Regions from separate parts of the Capsicum annuum genome. Here region 1 is linked to region 2. Evidence: chromatin contacts called from public Hi-C data. All regions are on one chromosome and are shown on one strand. The core of a region is the stretch at or near the end of the contact, and the rest is flanking DNA. Distances in the headings are between cores, read along the strand shown. Region 1 has its middle 12 kb from the start of LOC124887358. Region 2 holds the start of LOC107842459.

Region 1 (6,645 bases), core at 1,017-3,516, 74 kb after region 2:
GGGCAGCCAACCTTGTCTCTATTGTTTCTAGCTCTACTCTAGCTTATTTTAGTCTCTGTTGGTAGGTTTCCATGTAAGTATTTAGCCCCTTCAGTTTTTTCAGCTTTTGCCATACCTTGTACATCTCATTCCCCTCCACTGGTTGCTCCAAGGATTTCTTTTCCAGCCCTCCAAACTTTAGTTGTTGCATGACACTACTGAACAGTTTAAATGGCTTAGAATGTAGGTTGTGCTACTGAGTGCTCATGTTTATTTGAATGAGTATTGGGGCATGATCAGATACACCTGGATTTAGATATTCAGCCTCAATATGCCCATAATATTGTAGCCAATCAAAATTACCCAGTACCCAGTCAATTTTACTATATATCACACTATCATTTTGGTGCTTGTTTCACTAAGTGTACTGACCACCCATACTCCTCAATGGAGTGAGTTGTAGGTTGTCTATCAATTCCCTAAAACCTTGTACTTCACCCACTGTTACTGGTGCCCCAACCTATCATCAACTGTTAACACATTATTGAAATCACCACTTATGAGCCAGCTGAATTGTATCTGTGAGCCCACCTGTTCTAACCCACTCCATAATATCTGTCTCTTGCTTTGTTTATTCCATGCATACACTACTGTGAAGAAGATAGCTAATTGTTGCTGGTTGTCTTCCACCTTACAATGGATGAATTTACTGTCCACAGACAAAACTTGGATTACAATATGAGTTTTTCATAATAGCCACACTCTCCTATTTGGTGCTTCAACTGTATAATTACAGCAATGCTTCCAATCACCAACTATTTTTTATAGGACTCTTTTTGCATTCCATTCTTTTACCTTTGTTTCTATACACCCCATTATATCTATTTTATTCTTCTTCAGAAAAATTATCAGCTCTTTCTATTTAAAGGTCTTGTTTTGCCCTCTTATATTCCAGGTGCATATTCTCATGGGGGTTTATATCTACTAGGTTCTCCCACCTCTCTAATAGTACCTAGGGGTGGTCCATCAAATGGTTCATATCTATTAGAGAGAGGTAAATAAGGATACTCACTCATTGTTAGCTTAGCATGTCTTGCAACCTGTGTATCAGTAGAGGCTGGTATACAATCTCCTTCTTTCTGATGAGCCTCAGCCTACACAATATCTTCTGACTTTTCATTCTCAAGAGGTCCCTTGCTATGGCTTTGATCTTGGTCCTTGGGGTACCACTGCTGGGAAATGACCTTTTTTTTCTTTATATTTCTCCTCCTATTACGCTTCTGATCAGCCTCCACTGGTTTCTCTTGAGCTTTCACTTATTTTTATTTCCATCTACATTATGATTTAGCATGACCAAACCTCATACAATCAGAGCAATACTTTGGCCTCCAATCATCTGATATTGTTTTATGGATTTTGATGCTATCAGAAAAGGGTTGAGAGATATCAGTCTCAATTAAAACCCTGGGAAAGGATATCCTCTCCATATCAGCTATAATTCTGTCTGTATATATTGGTTTTCCGACTATACTTGCAAGCTTACTAAGTGTTTCAGTTGGCCAATATCCCAATGGTCGTCGTGGAAATTTCACCATTCATAGTCTATACACCAATATTTAAGAATGAATAGTTTATTATGATAAGAATAAGGCCCCGAGTGGAAGACCATATCTCGATTCTTACAAATCTTGAATTAGAATGCATAGTACCCATCAATATGGTATAGGATATGAGGTTTCGTCATAAAGTTCCAAACATTCATCACATAATTCTTCATAGATTTCTCATATGGTGTATCCCCAATTATATACCCGATAAGAGCCATTTTCCAGTATTCTTCCTACTCGCGTAGGTCCTCCCCAACGAGCTCCACCACAAATTTTCCATTTCACATAGAAAGGGGAATATAGTTTAGCTCCTTCAACTTTTGAGAGGTCCTCACACGCTGTTCATTTTGCTGCTTAACTCTAATTTCCTTATTCTCGTGAGTTTGCTCCGGTGTTAGATCTCCACTACCCCCAGCTATGGATGTGTTACTAAGACCAGAGAATTATAGCCAACGGGGTACTGATAGTTCTTTTCGAATAGGGCCCTTATTTTCATCATCGGCTGCCTTCTCCTCATCCTTATCCTCAGCAATTGGCAAACAAATTTTGGGGGAAAAAGCTCTCAAAAGTGAAGAGTTGAAGTTCCTGCATTATTCCACTGGCCGGAGTTATCGTGGTGGTCTCCGGCGTTGTTGAATCCATCATGATCAGAGGTCGGTGTGGCATTTTTCCTGCTTAGCTGCGTACGTTAGAATATCCCACTAACATGCACCGAGAGGAAAAATTGTGTGATGTGTGCATGCGTGTGACCGTTGTTCTAGAAAAAACTATTTTTTTCATTAGCTTAAAAATAGAAATTCATGGGAGAAGAGTTCTAAATAGACTTCTACACTTTCATAAACTTATCTCTTTCTAAATTTAGTTAAATAATATATCTGAATATAATTTATTTAAAAACTAAATTAAAGATGAAACTATAATAATAATAATAATAATAATCTATTCTATATTAAAAGCCTGAAGAATCTTAAAAATATTGTTTGAATTTTTACCCCTACATTAAAAGTCTCTGCTTTCGACAAAATCATCTTTTCACTATTTTTCTAATATTTTTAAAGTTAAAAATTAATGAAATATTTGTAGTAAAACTTTTCCTTATTAGAAGTCTATATCTTTTTCATTAGTTTAAAAATTCTAAATCAACTAAAATTGATTCTAAGAAGATTTGAAAAATCTACAAATAAATATGGAAGTGTTAGATTAATAAAAATATAAGAAGTGCCAAATTTTTAGAATTTTTCTAAAGATTTAACTTTAAAAATAAGAAAAGATTTTTATATTAGAAAAAATAAAAAAAATAATCATATTACAAATATGGTTCGATCGATGAGTCTCTCTTTGCCTGTAACAACAAGGGAGAGAGGTATGCATGACAAATGTAAAAATGATGATCTATTAACCACTTGAAACTTCTTGTGGTAATATATATATGTGCTTACAATAAAATATATGTTATATTTACATTATTACATTAAAGTATAAACGATCTTTGAGAAGTGATTTGAATTTTTTGCACTTCAATAAAAATCTTCACAATAAATAAAATAGTCTAATTTTAAATAATTAAAGATTACACGTGCAATAAAACTAGTAATAATTAATAGTGTAGAAGTAGTAATAGTAGCAGTAGCACGTGTGTGCAGTAGTGGCAATAATAATAATAAAAAAAAAAACAATAATAATAATAATAATTAAAAAAAAGTAGTAGTAGCAGCAGTACGTAATAGTGTAGTAATAATAGTTGTAGTAGTAACAACAACAACAACAACAACAACAACAACAACAATAATAATAATTATAATAATATAAGAATAATAACAACAATAATAGTAATAATAATAGTATAAGAATAATAACAATAATAATAATAATAATAATCATGATAATAATATCAATATTCTCTTGCAATTATTTTATATATCTAAAAAAATTTGTAATTCTCAAACCCTCATTAATCCTATATGTAATTATTTTAAAATTTTAAGACAATATGCATGTTTAAAATCGCTATTACTTTTATAAAATAAAATGTTTTTTTAGACAAACAAAAGCAAGAAAATAGGATAACAAAAAAGAAAACATAAGAAAAGGTGAAACAGTAAGGATAATGAAGAGTAACTAATTGATTAAAAATATATCCAATTCTATTATATAGAAGAGGTGGTTGAAACCACCTCTTATGTAATTATCAAAATACCCCTCTACTCTCACTTAATTACATATCATACCCCAATATATAATAATTTCATTATTTCATTATAATGGTTTAAATATTTAATATATTCTATTAATTTATATTAATTAACTATAACTACATATTGGAAGTAATTTTTTTTTATTTATTTAATTGGCCATCATGTTCAAAACTAATTTGTTACCACAAATCACAATAATTAATAACTTAAAATATTTAAAAGACATATAGAAATTTTACTGACTCATTATTTTAGCAATGCCACATAAATTGAGATAAAATAAAAAGTACTGCAAATCATAATAATTAACAACTTAAAATATTTAAAAGATATATAAAAAATTTAGTTGACTCTCAAAATTGTATCGAAGCCACATAAATTGGGACACAAGGAGTAAATATATTATTTGATAATTACGAAAAATTATTATAAATCACAATAATTAACAAGTTAAAATACTTTTTTAAAAATAGATAAAAGTTCTATTCAACTCTCAAAATATAAATCATGACAAAATAAAAAATTATCTTAATTAATTGCAACTAACTATTTAAAGTAAATCAATTTTATTATTTTAATTGACTTTTATATAGAAAATTAATCTTTTTATGTATTTATTTATTTATTTTAGTAAATTTAAATTTTAAAATTATTTTTTCTTATATAGAAATACTAACATTTAAACTTAACTTTAAATTTTTAAAGTACAAAATTAATAAATTTAATTTAATAAAATAAATTTCTAATGAATAATTTCTTAGAATTTGTGTTGGGTCAATATGTATCAAGTTGAAAAGAAATAAAGAAAAATATATAGTAAAATTTTATTATTGTGAAAGATAAATATAATGCACTAGCAAATAATGTTTAATAATATCATATTTTGCATATGCAAATATAGCATTCCGTATTTAATTAATATACTATTTCGGTGAATTATCGATGATTACTATTGGATATGATAAAATTATATTAATTTTTACAGTAATAACATAATCAATCGCTCTTAATTAATTATTACGAGTCGTCTAGGTATTAAGAAAATAAATAATATTTAATAAAAAATAAAATAGACGTAAAATGCGAAATTAACTCTTAATGTTTTAAATTAAGTTTTCATCTTTCGAACGATGATTTTACTATATCACTCCTTACTATAAGTCATTTATGTATTAGAAAAATAAGAATAACAAAATGATATGTCAACATAAAATATTTGATTGACTATCAAAATTATATTAGTGCCACATAAATTGGGACGGGACAGAAGAAGTTATAAAACAACATATATTATTTGAAAATGAAATAAAAAGTACTGTAAATAACAATAATTAACAAAAAAAAATTAAAATTAACTAATTTTTGCTTCAGCTGCTTCAATCGTGATTTTAATGTACAGTGATGTTTAAAAAGGGTAAAATGGCATAATGAAATTTAAAGAGGATAAAATATATGTAGTAAAATGTGAGAAGAATAAAGCATAAGTAAATTTTATTACTATATTTTAAAGAAATTAAAGAAAAGAAGTATAAATATTATTTGCAAAAGATTTTTACAAACTAATTTAAATATAAATAAAGTAAATTTAGGTACAAAAAAAGTGTATCTATCACAAATTTGCAACCAAACACTTTGCACTTTCTTAACATTAGCAAATTTTCTATCAAATATGTGTAGCCATCGTTCTCAACTTTTTACAGCTTCTCAATATTAATTAACATTTCTCTGTTTTAAAAATAAAATAAAGAAAAAAAATCTCAACTCTTCCTTCTCTATTAAAAAACAACACTATTTTCCTGTGTTAAAAATAATAATTAAACAAAACAATAGCGAATCTAAGCTGTGTATTCTCTTTATCGGGTAAGTTTACATGATTCTTAATCTTTGCGATATTGAAAATCAATAATCTACTGGATATTTTATTTAAGCTATTTCATCAAATTTATGCTTATTCTTTCTTTATATTTCTGATCGCAAAATTCAACAAAAAGGTTAAAAAAAGATTTCAATTGTGATCCCCTCAGCTCAATCATACTAATGAAAATATTCTACTGCTCAAACTTTCTACTCCAAGTGAAATCCTAAAACTTAAAATTTTCAATCCACATGTTCTACTGTTGGGCCCGTGCTGACACGGGCCTTGCACTTCTAGTTATAAGATAAATATGCATTGCATTTTTAAAAAAATGGAAAAAGAAAGAATAATAAATTGATCTATATTTCTTTTATAAAATAGATATGGTATTGAAATTTAAATTTAAATAAAAGTTAATTTGAAATGAAGTTCTATAGTTTTTTGATCTCTCCTATATATATTCCTACAATAATATATATTTTTAAACTTCTCTTCTTCTTCTTTTTGGTTCTATTGGTCATTAACTTTATTTGTTAAATAATATATTTATTGCATTCTTCTGTTTTTTATGTTTTATAAACTTTTTTTTAATTTAATATTTTTATTTTTATCTGTTGATCATGATCGTTTAATAGATATCTTTTCATAGTATATCCAAACCTAAATTCAAATCAGTAATTTTCCATTCTAATTTTGTCCTTTGATAAAACTTTTCACTAAAAATTTTTGTCTGATTGATATTTTTAAATGCTAAATTTTGTCAATATTTGGGCATTATATATATTATTTTGTTAAAATCTTCTAAGCTGTAAATAATATAATAAAAAAATATGAAACATAATTTTTTCTACTTCGATAGAATTAATTAGAGATGAGAAGGGCAAGAGGGTAAATATTAACAATATAATATATTTAATAAATAGTATGATAAAAAATATGAAACATAATTTTTTTACATTAAATAATTATATTTTTGTATAGATTTGACTAGAGGTGGAGGATTGGATAG
Region 2 (6,232 bases), core at 156-2,655:
ATGATTGTTCGGTTTCACCAAAACAAGTTTCGGGCAAATGTTAGAAGATCGTGCCAAGAAATCTAATAGTAAGATCATAAACTATTTTTATAAAACGAGCAAAAACTATCATCTCTCTGAAACTTCACACGCTCAGAATTTTTCCATCTATTCTTTTGTATTTTTAGTAGGCGTTTGTCCATAGATATTATTCACAATATTCTGGAATACGTTTTCACTTTATTCCGGAATATTTGTTTAGCCATGAAAACCAAAAAACGTGTTCCAAAATACATTTTCACAATATTTGGCTTTTTGAAAATCACTTTTTTGGACACAATTTTTCCCTATCACTCTATAAAAAAGTACATCCGAAGTCTAAAATATTTCTGAAAATACTAGGCTAACCACAACTCCAACTCTATTTTCAACTTCAATATACCAAATAATAGTGAATACGTGTTCATGGCCAAACGGGTCCTAATCTCTTTGCCATTTTGTTGGTTTTTCTTTTCCACTAAATTATATCTATCCAGTACTAATCAAGACAATCCAAGAAGGAAGCAAACAAAACAGACATTAGATCAATTGGGTAATACAAAAAAGTAAAGGTGTAATTTTGCAAAATTGAGTACCTGACCCTTTTCACTTACAACAAGCAAATCATCATCATCACCTCTATCATTCACAACTTCAACAGGCTTATCTGGGTCTTCCTCCAAAACCACACAATCATCATCAACATCATCATTATTAACAGACGGCTTAGTAGAATTGTGTAAGGACTTCAAATTTTGCTTGGGATTCATAATAACTTCCCGGACCACTACAACATCGTCAGAATCGTCTTTGCTGTGTCCATCCCCTTCACCTAAAAGCTCCGTTATCCAGTCATAGTCATCGCTCCCACCACTGCCGCCGCCGCCGCCGCCGCCTCTAGTTTTCACAAAACCCACTTCTTCATCTGAACTTATATCGAATATCACTCTCTCCGGATCAACCATCATGATTGCATGCGTTAAACCAAAATTCTTGCAATCCACCAAAATCTTTACATGTTTTTCTTCCACCGAGATTTTTTAAAAACAGATTTTGCAGTTTAAATACAATAATACTAGGGTTTATGGAACAATTTTGCAACAGGGAAAAAAAATCCGCTGTCACAGGTGAAGAAAAAGTAAGGGCCAAGGGTGGGTAATAATAATGACAAGAAAAATTGGAAAATACAAGTGATGAAAACCCTAACTAATATACACATATTTGGAAGGAAAAAGATTTTGATTTATGGAACTTTCTGTTCTATTCTCACTCCTCTCTAGCTTTTGATTGATTTTGATTTTTCTGTGTTTTAAGTTGGTTGGTTGAGTCACGAACTAGGTGCCACCGACTAGTGTTGTTTGTTGGTGTGTGTTTGGGTAAATTGCGATGCGTTTATAATTTTTTTTAATTATTATTATATACTCTTAGGCGCCGTTTGATTTGAAAACAAGTTATGATGAAATAAGTTATATTGAGATTATTATTTATTGAGTGTTTGGTTTAGTGTATTCAAAGTAATATACATAGTATCACTCCTAAAAATAAATTAAGTGATTACAAAAATACCGTTCATCTTATTTAAGTTTTTTTTATATAATTTCTTTTCAAGCTTTAAATATTTATTCTTAAAAATAAAACTTTCATCTTATTTAGCTTAATTTTTTTGTGTGTGCATATTTTTATGATTATATCGTGTGTATTTTAAAAATAAAACTTTCATCTTATTTAACTTTAATTTTTTTGCGTGTACCTTTCCATGATTATGCCGTATGTGTTTAAAAAAATCTTACTACATTTTATTTTATTTGAAATAAAAACTTCCAACTTAAGTTTGTTAAAGTAAAAGATGATTTATTGTTCATTTCATTTAAACACATATCACTCATATAATATATTAAAATTCATTTTATATATACCATATCAATTTTTAAGTGATTAAAAAACTATTCAATTTAAAATATGTAATTCAACAATAGTGTTGATATTTTTATGTGAGGCGGGTCAATAAAAGCGGATAATTGGAGATAATGATGGAATAAGAATTTTGAATTTTAGATTTAAATTTTTGATAAATTATTATATATTACGTATAAGTTTTTAATGTAAATATAAAATTTATGTCAAAATTATTAAGTATTTAACTTTTATTAAAATACTAGTATATATATATTGTCACGCCCCAAAATTCCATCGGGCCGGACTGGCACCCGAAGCCGAGAAGGCCCGGGAGAACCCGTTCAAATACCTGTACTTTCACTTATATGTCACCAAAAATTTGGACAGCACTTCGTTGCATATAGAAGGGTCTAATTACCTGTATCAGCGCAACATGCACAAATATATATATATATATATATATATATATATATATATATATATATATTACGTAGCCGTCGGGGCCACCACATATACAAATATAACATCACTATATAAACTTCCATAACTTTACCCTTCCTTATGTCTACAAAGCCTCTAGGATATACATGACATAACTAGGGTCGGGACAAACCCCCGCCCACACATGACTCATGTACAATAACAAAACATAAGGAACCGACTCGGAAAGCTCCGAAGCAAACTGGAGCTCACCAACAATAGCTGTATGACCTGGCTCCTACTTGTGCGGTGTATGAGCTGAGGTACCTGTGCCTGCAGCATGAAATGCAGGTCCCCCGTGAGGGACGTCAGTACGAAATATGTACTGAGTATGTAAAACTGTAGATAATCACATATGATATAGGAGCTCAATAGAAATCAGAAACAAGTGAATAAGTCGTAATAGGAGTGGACCATACTTACTAAAACTTGTGACAACCTGTACATTGTATTTATTCAATCACTTTACCTTCGTTCTTATCGTCTTTGTAATCATTACTGTACTGTATTGTGACCATTAGGCTGCCTCCAGTACATATCAACTGGGATCGACCCATGCTAGGCTTATGCCTCGGGGATACCACCCATAAACACATAAATAGGGATCGACCCATGCTAGGCTTATGCCCCTGGGATACCACCCGATAAGAGAGAACTCCCATCACTTAGTTCAATTAATCTTTGAGATTGTTATTTCGGTCGCCACCACATTTTTGATACTTTGAAACAATGATACATCAATAGGAACCAAGTAATAGACCTTCTATATAATAACGATGTAATAAAGACTCATTGGTACATCAACAATGTGTTTCAGAATCATCAATATCACAACGATGAAATAAGAGCCTTTTGGTATATCAATGAAACATTTTGACACTTTATAGGATGGAAACAACTTCGTTGGTAACGTAGAACAATACATGTTTTTGGACAACCTCGAAATCTTACTTGATGGAACATTGGTGTTTTCATGCCAAAGAACATTGTTAGAGTATGCTTTACATACCTCGTTGTAGATTCGGATACCAATTCAACGCAACTTCCCGCCTTTACAAATCACTTATCTATAATGAAATGTTTGGCATCTAGTATTAGCAACCCAACACCACAATTCTCTTCCATAATTCCATACTACCAATATTTGCAAAACATTCCAAAAACCAACTTGAACAATAGGTTTATGTGTATATATATATATAATCATCATTTCAATAACACATCATCAATACCACATCATCATACCAAATTCCTTCACAATTCAACATAATCCAACATTATTTCCCAATCATCTTTCAACAACAATCAAATAACATACTTCTTATGCTCACATGCATATATATATATACATATCCATATAAATAACACCAACATACTTTACATCCTTACCATAAAATGGCCCTTTTGATTTCGAAGTCCTGTTGGCACAAATAAGGGGTGCTTCTCGAAGCCCTTGAGATGGTGAACACAATTACGGAATCAATTTGGATTTTCTACGGTTGAATCACAAGATATTTGGAGTTGAAATTAGGCTAGGGTTTCTTATTTTCAATAGTTTGATGATAATTGATGGATATGAGACTAATTATATGTATATAATGACCAATTTTTGTCCATGAGGTGATGGAAAATGACCATATTGCCCGTAAAAATTTAAGTAAATCCGAATCTGTCCATGGTGGACTGTTTTGATAGGCTAAAGTAAATCGGCCATAACTCTTTGCTCCGATATCGGATTTGGGTGAGATGGATATCGTTAGAAAGATAATTCAAAGGTCTTTCATTTCATATAAAGTAGGCCACCCAGTTTGTCCTGTACATGGAGTTATGATCGTTTGAAGTTGACCCTAAAAATCTGTTTTGAGAGGCTGAAGTAAAACGAGTATAACTCCTTACTCAGATGTTGGATTTGGATGAAACCAATTGCATTGGAAATAATACTCAAAGATCTTTCTGTTAATATGTGGTATCTCTCCCAGTTCATTATATTGAGGGAGTTATGATCGTTCAAAGTTGACCCAAAAAACTGGCAGGCCTCAGTAGTTTGTGTGCAGGAAATTTTCCTGCACATTTACTGTTCACACATCCCGGCCACCGTTTTATAGTTTCGAACGTGCTCGATTATATCCAAAACTTATCCATTTTTGGAAATCTTTATATAGTTGGAAAGCTTATTCAATAACCTTCTTATGGAACCATCGACGGGAAAATTCCGGTATAAATAAAGTCGATTCCTATACACATATAATCAAACTATACACTTGAAACCATCTCAAAATAATCAATACTCATACTTAAACTCATATATACCTAACTTAGGATCAATACATATACTCCAACACATATAACAATGGCTAATGCACGTAATTAAGTACGGGGTGTTACATATATATAGAGAGAGATGTGTGAAATGAAATCATAGGTTTTGAGGGTAATTTAGTCATTGTATAATTTTATACCAAAGAAAAATAGTCTTGGAATTGTTATCCCACCAATTGGGTGGATAACTTATCCCAGGACTAATTATTAGTCCCGGAATAAGTTATCCCAAATATTTACAACCAAACGAGTGTTTAAATTTTTATCCCGAGATTATTATTTTATCCTGGGATAATTAACTTTAGTACCGCAAATCAAACGACCCCTTATGTATTTGTATTCACTAGATGGTACACATATTAGAATCTATCTATATCTATAAAGCAAAAAATAAAAGCACTAGAAAAAGTAAAGTAGCAAACTATTGTGAAGTCATGTGACATTTTTATGACAAAACTTAATAGTATTATAATAAAAAATGAATTAAAGAATATTAAGTATTTAAATTTTAAAATATTAAAGTTTTAGAAAAGAAGAAAAAAAGAATTTCATTAGCTTAAACTAAGATCCATAGTTGAAGAGTATTAAATAAATTCTAACTATTTCATAATAATAACAATCTCTACAAATAAAGAATAGTAAAAATCATAATATCAGTATATATGTTTGATATTAATTGCTGCTATTTTCTAAACCAAAAAATAAAATGATGTCCTAAAACTAAAAAAGAAAAAGGACGCGGGTTGTTAATATATATATATATATATATATATATATTGTTATACAACTATAAAGAACAAGAAGAAGAGTAGAGAAAATAGAGAAAGTAATTCTTATTTCTTCTCTTGAGGGATAATTTACAATGAAGGAAGCCCTTCAATTTATAGAGGGAATTTCTCCCTAGTTTCATACTAAAAGACAAATACATCAAATCCTGATAGATATCAACTAGATCTTATTAGATCTTGATAGACATTCACTATAATGTAAATACATTTATAACACTCCCCCTTGAATGTCTAGATAGATAATGTGCCTCGTTAAAACCTTACTAGAAAAAATTCCGTAGGAAAAAAAATCTAGTGAAGAAAAAAGAGTACACATTTCTAACAATATGCATATCGGCTGCCTTATTAAAAACCTTACAAGGAAAAATCAGTGGGACAAAACCTCGTAAGGGAAAAAGAGTACAACGCGTATTAACTCCCCCTGATGAGAACATCATTGAACCTTTGCATCCTAATCTTGTGCACCATCTTCTTAAAAGTTGTAATTGGAGAAGACTTGGTGAATAAATCAGCTAAATTTTCACTTGAACGAATCTGTTGCACGTTGATATCACAATTCTTTTGTAGCTCATGTATGTAGAAAAGCTTTGAGGAAGTGTGCTTCATTCTATCTCCTTTTATGAATCCTCCATTAAGATGTGCTATGCATGATGCATTATCTCCGTATAAAATTGTGGGCAGATTGTCATATTTCACACCACATTTTTCTCGAATGAGATGTATCATGGACC

The links. Hi-C and Micro-C count contacts between places; a contact is called where the count stands out from the background.
Region 1: a Hi-C map of leaf shows a contact between it and region 2, with 2.0 times the contacts expected there. The contact joins the enhancer-like site here to the promoter of LOC107842459 in region 2. A contact is called at or near these places in 2 of 5 Hi-C or Micro-C datasets (leaf and placenta).

What each region holds. Positions count from the first base shown.
Region 1 is chr9:98,750,890-98,757,534 of UCD10Xv1.1, forward strand. No RefSeq gene overlaps it. Among protein-coding and RNA genes, the nearest start is that of LOC124887358, 12 kb to the right of the region's middle. Within about 2 kb of position 2,267, at least 5 of the 5 cell types and tissues checked have an H3K27ac peak or open chromatin away from gene starts, as enhancers often do. A contact at or near this core is called in leaf, where this site is marked.
Region 2 is chr9:98,677,751-98,683,982 of UCD10Xv1.1, forward strand. It overlaps LOC107842459, which reads right to left and starts at 1,406. Exons shown (of 3, transcript XM_016686309.2): 1 at 615-1,406. The coding sequence starts at 986.